Linked DNA regions of Mus musculus: all the other regions are linked to region 1. A link is a contact called in public Hi-C and HiChIP or PLAC-seq data. All regions are on one chromosome and are shown on one strand. The core of a region is the stretch at or near the end of the contact, and the rest is flanking DNA. Distances in the headings are between cores, read along the strand shown. Region 1 holds the start of Hs3st3b1 (heparan sulfate (glucosamine) 3-O-sulfotransferase 3B1). Region 2 overlaps Hs3st3a1 (heparan sulfate (glucosamine) 3-O-sulfotransferase 3A1). Region 3 has its middle 110 kb from the start of F930015N05Rik. Region 4 overlaps Hs3st3a1 (heparan sulfate (glucosamine) 3-O-sulfotransferase 3A1).

Region 1 (2,914 bases), core at 410-2,909:
AGAGGCTGCGCGCTGCAGTGCGCGCCTTTGCCCGACAGGGACCAGCACAGCTCCACGCCCGGCGCGCCGCAGCCAGCAAAGTCGCGCAGCCTCCCGGTTACCCTCCCTAGCACAAGCGCCTCGCAAGCTGAGCGGGTCAGACCCCCTTCGGGTTGCGGCAACAAGAAGAATTGTAACAAAAAGTTAGACTCAAAACACCCTTGGCTCTGAGCCTTAGCCTGCGCCCCTCTCCCCATCTGGGCAGCAGAAGCGACTCTAGCAGTTGGTGCTCGTTAAAGGCTGTGACCCAGAGGCGCACAACACTCCTCCCCGCGTCCCTGGCTGCAAGAGAGACAAAATCCTAACCACTCCGAGTTATTCGCGTGGGATGCGGCCACAGCCAAAAGGTAACCGGTTCCTCCGGCGCTTTCCCAGTAGCTGCCGGGTGGGTGTCTTTGTGGAGAGATCACCTAAATGGTTCTAGGGCGCAGCATACCAGCCAACGGTGCCAAGCTAAAAGTTTCTGTAGGTGGCTGTCTCAGCCTACTCCGGAGCATCTGATTTCTCCCCAACTGTCCACCAGCAATGTGCGGTCGCACTTTGGTCCCCGCCCGCCCTAAATTGACGGAAGTTGTACCCCTGCTTCCCTCCCCACCTGACGCGCAACGGCCGGTGGGGGCTCACGGTCGGGATCACGGCCGGCGCAGCGGCCCCTGGAGAGGAAACTCACCGGTACCAGGCAAGACCCTTGTGGTAGCTGCGGTCGAAAAAGTGGGGCTCGGCGCCCACGGCGCGCACGTCGGGGTGCACGCGCAGGAACTCCAGCAATGCCCGCGTGCCGCCCTTCTTCACCCCGATGATGATGGCCTGCGGCAGCTGCTTGCTCCCAGCGCCGCTGAAGAAGCTGGAGATGGGACTGGGGGAGTCCGGCGCCTCTGGACTCTGCTCCTCCTGGCTCCCAGCGCCTACTGTCTTATCCTTGCCTGCAGCCAGCGAATTGGCCGGAGGTGCCCGGAAGGGCATCTTAGGGGATGTCTCATTCGGAGCTGTGACCAGGGCTGGCTGAGCGTGAGTAGCGCGGGACCCCGAGCCCAGGAGCAGCAGGCCGGGAGCGGCGGTACAGGAGCCGGCGCACGAGTACAAAAACATGTACAGCCAGATGCAAAGCATGGCGAAGAGCAGCGCGAGCTTCCTCCTCACCGGCGGCGGGGGCGGCGGCGGCTGCGGCAGGAACCGGCCCGGGACATCGAGACAGGACCGGCCGCCGCTCAGGCGCTGCCCCATACGCGGCCCGCGGGCGCGGCCAGGGGCATGGCTCAGCACATGGCAGGAGTCCCGCCGGAACAGAGAGCACCGCGACGGTCCCCTGCCACTTTGAGCCCGGAGTGATTCGGTTTATTGCCCTCCTGCGCGCGCGGCTGCCGAGGCTGCGGCTCTTCCCCGGGTGGCGGCGGCGGTTGCAGCGGCGACGGCTCTTGACATGATGCCCACGAGAAGCCGGGGTTGGAAAGCTAAGTCCAGGCGACGGGAACTGTGAGCAGACGCGCTGTCAGTTACGCTGTGCCCCGCACTCAGTAACTCTGGACGGGGCGCACGACAGCTCGCCGGGGCTGCCTCCTCGCAGCCAGGAGATTGAGAGCAGCCCCGGCGCTTGCCCGCTGAGGCTGCGGCGGAGAACTGCGCAGGAAGAGAGCCCAGCACTGAGGTGGAGTGGGCGGTCCCGGCCTTCCGAGTGACGGGCTGCGCTACCTACCAGGAGGCGCGAGCAGCATGCAAATGCCGGAGCTTCACCCAAGTCGAAACAGCCAATCGTCTCTCGGAACGTGGGGGTGTGGAAAGGGTTCGCGAAGGGGGGTAGAGCAGTATGGGGTTGCTATTGGCTTCAGAATTCAAGGGGCGGGTTCAGGGAGGCGAGGCCATCGGCTGGTGACAGGAGCAGATGGTGAGGATGCTGGAGTGACCCAACGCTGAAAGAGGTCCCACCCGGTTGAGTGGCGCTCTCTTATACACGCGCGCTTTTCCACACTCGCTTCTGAGGCCAGTCTTGGCTATAGTTGCCTATGTGACAAAGATGCCAGTCCTCATCCAAGGGTCCCGCCATCCGGCTCCTGAGTGTAAAAGCTGCAGAAAAGAGACAGGGATGGAAGAGGGAAAGCCGACCAGACGTGTTTCCAGCCCCACCCGCAAACCCAGTTTCATAATCGGGGCTCAGGGAAGGGCCTCCAACAGACCCTGATTTAGGAAGTTTAAGTAGGGAAAACCTCGGCGGAAGTCACTAACTTTCCCGCTCTCTCAATATTGTCCAGAATGGTCTCCCTGTGCCTGGCGCTTAATAGGGACAGACGTAAACACTATCTCACTCTTTCCAAACTCTCCTGAAAAGGCCTGGGGGGTGAACAGAGAGAAGGAAGGTTGTTTAGTTTAAAGACACTAGTTGAAACTTAAAGTCACATGTCGGAGTTTTATATGGGTATCTGTTCCTTGGCATCATTAATTTGATAGATGTTCTAACTTCTTTCTCTTGAACAAACAATTAAGCCGGCATCCGCCCCTGCTTAGAAGATTGGTTGGGTTTCTGACCTATGACTCTGTACTGAATCCTAGGCGTTTTCCCCCAATAACTTTTTTTTAAGTCGAATGTTGATATGGGGTAAATTCAGGAGTAGTGACTAGCACTTATTTAATGGTGAAAATCCACTCCGAGGCTTCCTTGTTTCGCACCTTTGTCCAGGGGGGCGGCCCGGAAAGGGGTCTTCTCAGAAACTGTCAGCTCTGGTGAGGGAAGCTCGGGCGCTGATGCCTGGCCAAATTTCTGCGCTGGCGATCGGAGTTAGGAAAGTCGGGATGGGGACGTTCACCCAAGTGGCGGCTTGAGAGCCTTTCGGTGCCTGGAATCCATTTTCCGCAAGACCGAAAGGCCTCCAACGCCAGGCTG
Region 2 (2,700 bases), core at 179-2,678, 570 kb after region 1:
ACACAGACCATCTGTTCTCTGTTCCTGACACACTGTTTCTGACACACACACAGTCTTGGTTCATGGGGTACAGAGGGAAGATGCAGAATGAACATGGGGCTGGCATCTGTGGCCAGGATCGAGGAATCCCTGGCATAGGGTCCCCTGTCCCTAGAATGGTGACAGATGCTATGTGTGACTTCTTGATGGGAGACCATAGATCAAAGATGTGAGGTCCCCCTACCTACTTCTCTGAATTTATCTGTACCCTGTGCTGGAAAGAGTCCATTGTTTCAAATTTATTTATATCTTAAAGAAATGACTGTCTTAGCCTAGTTTTTGTTGGTATCACAAAATAAGTAGAGCCTGGGGTTATAAAGAAAGCGTTTATAAAGAAAGCATGGTTCTGGTGGCTCCAGGTCCAATTAGTAAGGCTGGCATCCTGGTAAGGGTGTTCTAGGTTGTTTCACAACGTGGTAGAGAAAATTGCCATGTGCAGAAGGAGCCAACCATGCTGGTCATCTGGCTTTACAACAGCTCCTCTAGGAAGAGCTCTCACCCCTGGAAGACTCCCTTGGGTCAACACTGATGCAGTTGTGAAGTTGGGACTTCTTAACCACTCACTGGGTCCCACCTCCTAAAGAAGCCACTATACTGGGGATCAAGCAGCCAGTTGTGAATACCTAGGGATAAACACTTCCAATCCATAGCTTGACCCAACCCCAAATATGAAAACAGTGAGAATTGGCGATGCCTCCCAGCTCAGTGTAGAGATTTAAATTTTATAGTTTGTGTGTCTGCTCTTCTCTGAGATCCCAGGATAAAAACTGAACCAACGGTTATCAACAAAGAAAATGTACTGTCTGTCATGAAGCAGACTGTCATTGTCCACAGGTCAAAGATCTCTCTCAGTTAGCATTCAGAGAAGGCTGTGCAGAAGAACTGCAATCAATCTAGGAGCCAAGAATGGAATGCCTCTCCTACGAGAGATGGTGAGAAGCAGCCAGAGGCTCACATACCAGGGCCCAAGGGACAGCAGGCTGCAGTGCAGTGACCAGGTCAGATCTGAGACCACTCAGTGAAGACAGAAGGGCCAGGGCAAGTCAGTGGCACTCAGACCTGCAGATGACAATCTCAGGGTCCACGAGGTCCAAGGGGCTGACCTCAGACCCTTCCTGGAGGTCACATAAAGGGCAGCCAACCTCTCCACTCTGCTCTAACTTCCTTCTTGGCATACTATTTCCTGCACCCACTCCCTACTTCCTCCCCACGGGATATTTATCTGACTTTCAGCTTGACAAAGGAAATCATAGAAAAGAAAGTAATATTTCTCTTCTCTTCAACCCTGGACAGATGTCACAAGAAGTCAAGGTGGGGGGTAGGGCAAAGAAGAATCTCTTTTAGGGCTAAATATAGGCAACTATAGATTCACCTCTGGTGGCCTTAGAGGTCAGGAGGGAGAAACCTGATCAGACGTAAGGCTGTGTCTTTCAAAGGACAGGCTCAGTTGGAGGAGACAGAGTGAGAATGTCATTCTTTTGTGTCCTTCTGTGATGCACAATTAAAGCATAAAATGAGTGACAAAATATCCGATTTATTTTCTCTAGAGTTCAAGCAGCAATTTAAAAGATGTACTGGACATCAGGAATAATGAAAATGCCCCACAAGTCTCCTGATTCTAAAAGAAAATATTTGATCAAAAGATATGGAGAAAAATAAGCAAAAAATCAGAACAAAACAACAAAAACAACAAAAGAAAAAAATCAAAACTAACTCTCACAGGGAACTAGAGAGCAAACAGTCTGCCTCAAAGAAGAAACAGGAAGTTGGTATTACACATCTTAACCCAAAGAATGCACGGGCGTCAGTGAATAGTTTGAAGGAAAACATGTTTGTGGCTTAGGGATTTTTTTCCCATCCTCCTCAGCGCTGGAGAGACAGCTCAGTGGGTGAAGTGTTTGCTGGGTCAAGCATGAGGACCTGTGACCAGATCTCCTCATTCATGTAAAAGCCAGGAATGGTGGTGTACTCCAGTAACTCCAGCACCTTGTATGGGGAGAAAGAGGCATTCTTGTGCTTGCTGGCAGACAGTCTAGACAAATACAGGAGCTTCAGGTTCAGTGAGAGACTTTATCTTAAAGCATAAGGTAGAAAGCAAAGTGGTGGAGGAAGACACCCAACATGAACCTTTGGCTTCCATATGTGCATGCATACATATGTGGTGTCTCAAATGATCATGGTGAAGACAGGGCATTCCAATAACAATGAACCTCATCTTTTGGGGACGGACACAGATCCTGGAAATGTGCTTTTGGCATGCCAGTGATCATGTCTTCTGATGGCTCAGCATCTTTACTTCTGTCTTTGCAGAGTTAGACATTTGATTGACACCGTCTCTCATGGATTGCTCTTACAATGATTCCCTGTGCCTGTTTGGTTTGTTATCTGTGTGTCCCCCCTCTCATTCTTCATGTTTTTTGTTCTTAAGCCCAACCCCTATATGGGAATGCCCAGAGTGCAGGGCTCGTCCTTACATCATTACATCTTAGTTAACCGAGCTTGTTTCCTTCTTGAGAATACAACTGTGTGAACTATATCACTTTATATCTTCCTTGTTTATTTCCCCATCATCCACAGAGACACAGGTACAGATGGCTAGGTCACTGTATTTATAGAAAGGAAATATGTTAGAAAAACATAGATACAGCATCATTTGGGCCT
Region 3 (2,959 bases), core at 55-2,554, 630 kb after region 1:
CTTCAAGACTACCATGAGGGAGAAATTCCTAGGACTACCCACCATCCAGATTGCTAGTAGCCACAGCAGCTTGTGTGTCAGTGCTGTGGTGCAGCTTCCCCACTGGTGAGGAAGGGCCAGAGTTTCATGTCTTCTGAGCTTTGCATATGTCATATTCATTGATGACCAGACAGCCCAAGAGATGCCCGAGTGAGAGCAATTACAGCTTGGAAATTGGCAAGCACTGTACACATAGCCTGGTTTTCTGGTGTGTGTGTGTGTGTGTGTGTGTGTGTGTGTGTGTGTGTGTGTGTGTATTTCTCTATGTTTTAAAAACATCATCGTTTACCAATTGACACTGAGATGAATTGGTAGCTATCTCTTCTCTCCCCTCCCCTCCCCTCCCCTCCCCTCCCCTCTTCTCTCTCTCTCTCTCTCTCTCTCTCTCTCTCTCTGTTTTTTTTTGTTTGTTTGTTTTTTGAGACAGGGTTTCTCTGTATAGCCTTGGCTACCCTGGAACTCACTCTGTAGACCAGGCTGGCTTCGAACTCAGAAATCCGCCTGGCTCTGCCTGGGATTAAAGGTGTGCGCCACCACACCCAGATTTTCTTTTCTTTTCTTCACTGTGCAACTCAAACTGATTTAAAACTGACTACACAGGGGTTCTCAACCTCCCTAATGCTGCAACACTTTAACACACTTCTTCATGTTGTGGTGACCCCAGCCACAGTAATCATTTTCTTGCTACTTCATAACTGTAATTTTGGCTACTGTTATAAATCATAATGCAAGTTTTTGACATGCAGGATATCTGATATGATATCTGATATGTGAGATCCCCAAGGGGTCGTGATGCATAGGTTGATAATTGGGAACTACAACTTTGATCCCATGCTCATCCTGATTCAGCCTCTTGGTGACATCATACAAAATGGCATACAAAATGTTTCTTCTAGTAGAGAAAACGTAGCTATTTCTTTGAGTCCATACGGAACAGCTGAGGTTCCTAACTGCTTGCTCTCAGGGCAAGACCACTCAGGCAGAGCCCAGATATCACCTGGATGACTATCTCTTTCAAAGTCACTGCTGGCCCTCAGTACCATGTTTTCTTCTGCCCTAAGAAGCAGATGAGCCTGGAAAAGAGGTGGGAGAGTCAATGGCCAGATTAGCTTCCTTTTTAAGGACAAAGCAAGTCAATGGATATTGAAAATAGAGCTGCTCCTGTTCCAGGGCGCAGCAGCTACGAGTTCATTTCCACGTCGTGCTGGTGGTAATGGGAAGTGACAGCTGATGAAAGCTGCTATTCATGGTCATCTGAAACAGCTTTTCCTCCCAGATGAAATTCGCTGTGGCATGAGTCTAAACACACAGACCAGAGGCTGGGCAAAGCAATTCCCCAGATCCCCAAGGGCCGGCAGAGGCGACTTTGTTTGTGAAGGGGGCTTCCTGCAGGGGCATCAAAGAGACTCAATGTAAACAATGGGGGTCTTTATACCCCTCCTATGCTTGGGCCTGAGATGGTGGTCCTGGCCCCAGACTCTGTCCAGCTAAGACCCTCCTCTTTGTTTATAATCAGCCACAGGCACTGGGGGTGACTTTGAGGTTTCATGACTACTATTTTCTACTATAATGGACAAAGCCCAGATTTATTCTCATGCCTTGTAGGTGAACTGTTCCCCTGTAGGTATAATATTGGGTGGGCAGCATGACGCACGGACGGCTTCAGGTTTGCAATGACCGCATGCTCTCTCTTTCTCTCTCTTCATCTAGAAGAAACACGAGTGTTTGTAAGTCTTAGCAAAAGGGACGTTTGTACTGCCCTCAGAAACAGGCAGCTCTGGCAGCCTGTGCAACTGATCTTCACAAGCTGGAGGCAAACGACGTGGAATGAAACGCCAAAGCTTCTCTATTTCTTCTCGTCTGACACCAACATCATGTCACAGACATATGGCTTCCATTGGAACAAAGCTGGGGGTTTGTCATCAGTCTCGGAGTTATGGGCTTAGTCACTTGGGTAGTCAGTAGCTTACTTGGCACAACCACCTCTAAAAGAGCCAACATAAACTGCATGAGGGTGGGCACTGGGCAGAGGGACAAGAGAAGAATTTGAGACTAAAGAAATTTAATTCTTTTTCTGATGGCTTCTGCCTCATTTAGACCCTAAATAGTGGCTCCCAAGTTTCCCAATGTTGTGACCCTTTAATGCAGTTCCTCATGTTGTGATGACCCCCCCAACCATGAAATTATTTCCGTGGCACCTCATAACTGTAATTTTGCTACTACTACTACTACTACTACTACTACTACTACTACTACAAATTTTAATGTAAATGTCTAATATGCAGGATATCTGAAGATGTGACATCCAGAGGGGTCATAACCCACAGTTTGAGAACCACTGATTATAGAGTCTTGCTACCTCAAGGTCTGTATGGTTTCCCTCTGATCCTGATGCTGACCTAGTGGAAATGTGCCTGTAGACACTCCGGAAAAGAGGAGAAACCTATTCTACGCCATGCTGGACAAGTACGGCCCCTGAGTGAGGGACAATGAGCTAAAGGTCAAGCTCCCATCTGAGTTTTTGGATGTCCTCCACACACACACACACACACACACACACACACACACACACCTCTTAGATTCCCCAGAAACAAATACTAAACTCAGCTGTCTACACACTTCTGCAGGAAACTCGAATCTGTTTCCCATGACTGGCCTTACTTCCTCTGTTGCAATCCCATGCTACTGGATGGTAGAAAATGATTCAGAAATAATGACAGAAAGAATCTGTATCCAATTGAGTGTGTGAATCACACATGCCAAGGAAAGTCTATGTGTACACCTGAGAGCTTATGTATGCATGTGCATTAGGGTAGCATGTCTGCTCCTAGATTATGTTGTTCAGTATTGGCACTAATTGAACTCCTGTTTCAATTCTTTCTTCAGTTCCTTAACCACCTTGCTTATTGTTTCAATTTAC
Region 4 (2,700 bases), core at 188-2,687, 590 kb after region 1:
CAGTTTATCATTTTATTAATTTGTTTCTTCAATGCATTCTAAACATTTTTCCTCCTTCAGAATCATTAGACTCTACTTTTGTAAATTTTCAGCCTGCTTATATCTACAAGCAATGTAGGATTTGTTTGAATGTACTATATAGTAAGAGATGATCAGTCAAAATTGAATAAATGCAATTTAATAAAAACAAATAGGAAAGGAGCATTTATCCATCCATCTACCCCCACCCATCCACCCATTCATCCATTCATCCTTTCATCCATCCATTTATCCACCCATTCATTCATTTGAAGCTATATATGGAGAAAGGTTGGTACTAGTTACATAGGGAACACAGGGATCAAGAAGACAACATGAGGACAATGGGAATCCAGGGAAAATGGGCTCATATTGGTAAAAATGCCTGAACACATGGGTCCTTTTGTACCTTCTTATTTAGATTAGAAGCATACCAAATGTAGTTGCTGAGTGGCCTGGGCGGCTACTTCTGGATGATTCTCCCAGTAACAGAGGTGTCTGTATGCAGACCAATGGTGAAGCATTGGCCACACAATCCAAAGGGGCATCCTGATTCTTACACTATGCCAGAGGCCCCACACAACGGCAAGTGCAGTGTGTCCCCTGCTCAGTGGGGAGAGAGAAAGACCTCCAGGTCATTCTAGCACTCCCACCAGAATCTATGGTCTTGACCATTGGCTTTGGTAGAAAAGAACAATCAACTTAGCCTGCCTGTCCTGGCTTGTTTGTCTCCAACATTTTTTGTAGTGTAGACAGCTACAGGAACAATCCCTAGACCCATAGAGATTACCCAATGACATATCAGCTCCAAAATGATGGTGGCATGACATTCGAAGCAGACACAAACTTTGATGAACAGCTCTTTCTGGTAACTGTATCCACTTGAAGACTATGCTCACCTCTCCCAAAACAACCAGTCAGTCTGTGTCTCTCCAAAGACATTGATCAGCTCATGACATTCAAGCCAAGCTTCTTTAATGTCTAAGCCCACTGGGCCAACGCTGGATAGCCCAGGGTCATGGCAGAGAAGGCATCTCCGGTTTTATCTGGGGTTCTGTTGTCTGGACTGAGGGGGTCCTCCTGCCAGTGGGACTCAGGTCACTGGTCACCACTAATTTTAGAGCAATGTTGCGCAACACTCTGGAGCAGAGTTGCTCTGTCTGTCCTTTACAGGCCAGATGCCTAAGCCTTGACTTCCCTTTTGAAATGAAAACCCGAGCTTAGGTAAATCAAGTTACAGCTTGTCTCTCCCCGCCCCATCCTGTCAGCAGTTAGAAGGTAGAAGCCACAAATTTCATTTTCTGATTTCAGATCAGTTCTACAAATGGTCAAAATTATTTTTATTTCCCTTTGGCTTAGCAAGATGAAAGTGAAACCACAGCCCCCTTGCGTACTTATTAGCTCCAGTGCTTAGTCATCTTTAAGCCAAAAGACATAATCTAGATAGATCCACCTCTCAAAGCCTTTGTTCCTTCTTGAGGGCTTTAAAAACTTGCTGTAAACTGTACTCAGCATAAAGTGGTCTGTCTCTGTGTCCTTAGGTTTAAGGGTATTAACTACATACACACACGTTGTGCAATCAGTCTCCAGAACTCTTGATCCTGGGTTGTTATCCATGGTGTAACAAATTCTTTCCTCCCACCGAACCAGTCAGATTTCCCCATCCCATGGGTGACAGGAGGTGATAAGAATGACCTTCTTGAGAAATTCTGTTGGGCTGTCTCTTTTTAAGCACTTCTTTGAGATAGACTTTTAAAATACAGATTCTTTTTCTGCGGTTTAGTAGTGTTTGTTTTGGGCAAGCACAATCTGAAGCTTCAATCTCTGAGAAAGGCTCCTAGGGATCTATTTGCTCCAAGAGACGAGCCAGCTAAGAACTCCCAAGAGCAGTCTGCCCTCTCTTTCAGATTTCAGGCAAAATGTGAAGTAAACTAGTTATAACTTAGAGATTATAGACAAGGAGACAGGAATCTGCCCCTGTGTTTTTAAGTCAACACACACCCCTTACCCCTCCAGAATATTTGGTGTTTGCTTAAAGCTCAACATTTTCCCATAGATTTGATCAAATTTCTTTTACTGGGAGATTCCAACCAGCTTTGGCCAGGTTTCCTGGCTTGTGTTGTACAAGGGCATCTTAAGTTCCAGAAGTGCTTGATCTAGCTGATTCCTCGGAGTCTTTGGCATGCACAGGTGAGGAAGGGCAATGGGCATTTCAGGTATGTTGCACCCATTTCCAGCTGTGCTCACCTACATCTGGATCTTAAGGTATAGTCAAGAGATGGGTTATAAAATAAATCGCAAAATTCTTTCAGAGTTAAAAATAGGAGTTGAGCACCATAGCTCAAATATACAACTAGCATGCCCACCTCAAAGAAGAGTAAAGTCACTTGATTAAGATTTCTAAAATAACAAACATGGGAGGAAAGCACTATTGTGTGAGCTGAAACATTGTTAGCACTAGGCACACAAGGCTGAGGAATGTGTGCCAGAAACAACCCTCATGAGAGAAGAAATACTTGCAAAGTAATTGAGAGGATGTCTGCCAATTGGCTTTAAAGCGATCCAGTTGGCATAGTTAGGGAGTAGATGAGGGAAGCTCCTATGTGAAACTGGCCATTGTTGTGCATTCCTGGAGGGGATATGATGTGCATGAGAGTCACTTGACGTGCTTTGTCTTTGATA

Evidence for each region. A called contact is a pair of places that touch in the nucleus more often than the background predicts. HiChIP or PLAC-seq counts read pairs in DNA pulled down with a chosen protein or histone mark.
Region 2: an H3K4me3 HiChIP or PLAC-seq map of bone marrow-derived macrophages shows a contact between it and region 1, with 4 times the contacts expected there. The contact joins the enhancer-like site here to the promoter of Hs3st3b1 in region 1. A contact is called at or near these places in 2 of 484 Hi-C or Micro-C datasets (bone marrow-derived macrophages and cortical neurons), 9 of 115 datasets of contacts at active chromatin or transcription factors (bone marrow-derived macrophages, embryonic forebrain, embryonic hindbrain and 5 more) and 2 of 9 other capture datasets (adipose tissue and macrophages).
Region 3: an H3K27ac HiChIP or PLAC-seq map of extraembryonic endoderm stem cells shows a contact between it and region 1, with 5 times the contacts expected there. The contact joins the enhancer-like site here to the promoter of Hs3st3b1 in region 1. A contact is called at or near these places in 10 of 39 promoter capture datasets (the 3T3-L1 cell line, 3T3-L1-derived adipocytes, the C10 cell line and 6 more), 1 of 484 Hi-C or Micro-C datasets (cortical neurons) and 7 of 115 datasets of contacts at active chromatin or transcription factors (craniofacial prominence, embryonic hindbrain, extraembryonic endoderm stem cells and 4 more).
Region 4: a contact with region 1 is called in a Hi-C map of olfactory sensory neurons, with 2.3 times the contacts expected there. The contact joins the enhancer-like site here to the promoter of Hs3st3b1 in region 1. A contact is called at or near these places in 8 of 39 promoter capture datasets (the 3T3-L1 cell line, cranial neural crest, embryonic stem cells and 4 more), 4 of 484 Hi-C or Micro-C datasets (adipose-derived mesenchymal stem cells, cortical neurons, embryonic stem cells and 1 more), 6 of 115 datasets of contacts at active chromatin or transcription factors (acute myeloid leukemia, embryonic forebrain, embryonic hindbrain and 3 more) and 1 of 9 other capture datasets (embryonic stem cells).

Annotation. Positions count from the first base shown.
Region 1 is chr11:63,920,625-63,923,538 of GRCm38.p6, forward strand. Hs3st3b1 (heparan sulfate (glucosamine) 3-O-sulfotransferase 3B1) reads right to left here and starts at 1,660. Exons shown (of 2, transcript NM_018805.2): 1 at 710-1,660. The coding sequence starts at 1,263.
Region 2 is chr11:64,495,018-64,497,717 of GRCm38.p6, forward strand. The region is part of intron 1 of Hs3st3a1 (heparan sulfate (glucosamine) 3-O-sulfotransferase 3A1); the gene reads left to right. Among named protein-coding and RNA genes, the nearest start is that of F930015N05Rik, 60 kb to the left of the region's middle. Within about 2 kb of position 1,429, at least 24 of the 459 cell types and tissues checked have an H3K27ac peak or open chromatin away from gene starts, as enhancers often do. A contact at or near this core is called in adipose tissue, bone marrow-derived macrophages and macrophages, where this site is marked.
Region 3 is chr11:64,548,252-64,551,210 of GRCm38.p6, forward strand. No RefSeq gene overlaps it. Among named protein-coding and RNA genes, the nearest start is that of F930015N05Rik, 110 kb to the left of the region's middle. Within about 2 kb of position 1,305, at least 11 of the 459 cell types and tissues checked have an H3K27ac peak or open chromatin away from gene starts, as enhancers often do. A contact at or near this core is called in craniofacial prominence and extraembryonic endoderm stem cells, where this site is marked.
Region 4 is chr11:64,515,769-64,518,468 of GRCm38.p6, forward strand. All of the region lies in intron 1 of Hs3st3a1 (heparan sulfate (glucosamine) 3-O-sulfotransferase 3A1), which reads left to right. Among named protein-coding and RNA genes, the nearest start is that of F930015N05Rik, 80 kb to the left of the region's middle. Within about 2 kb of position 1,438, at least 25 of the 459 cell types and tissues checked have an H3K27ac peak or open chromatin away from gene starts, as enhancers often do. A contact at or near this core is called in olfactory sensory neurons, where this site is marked.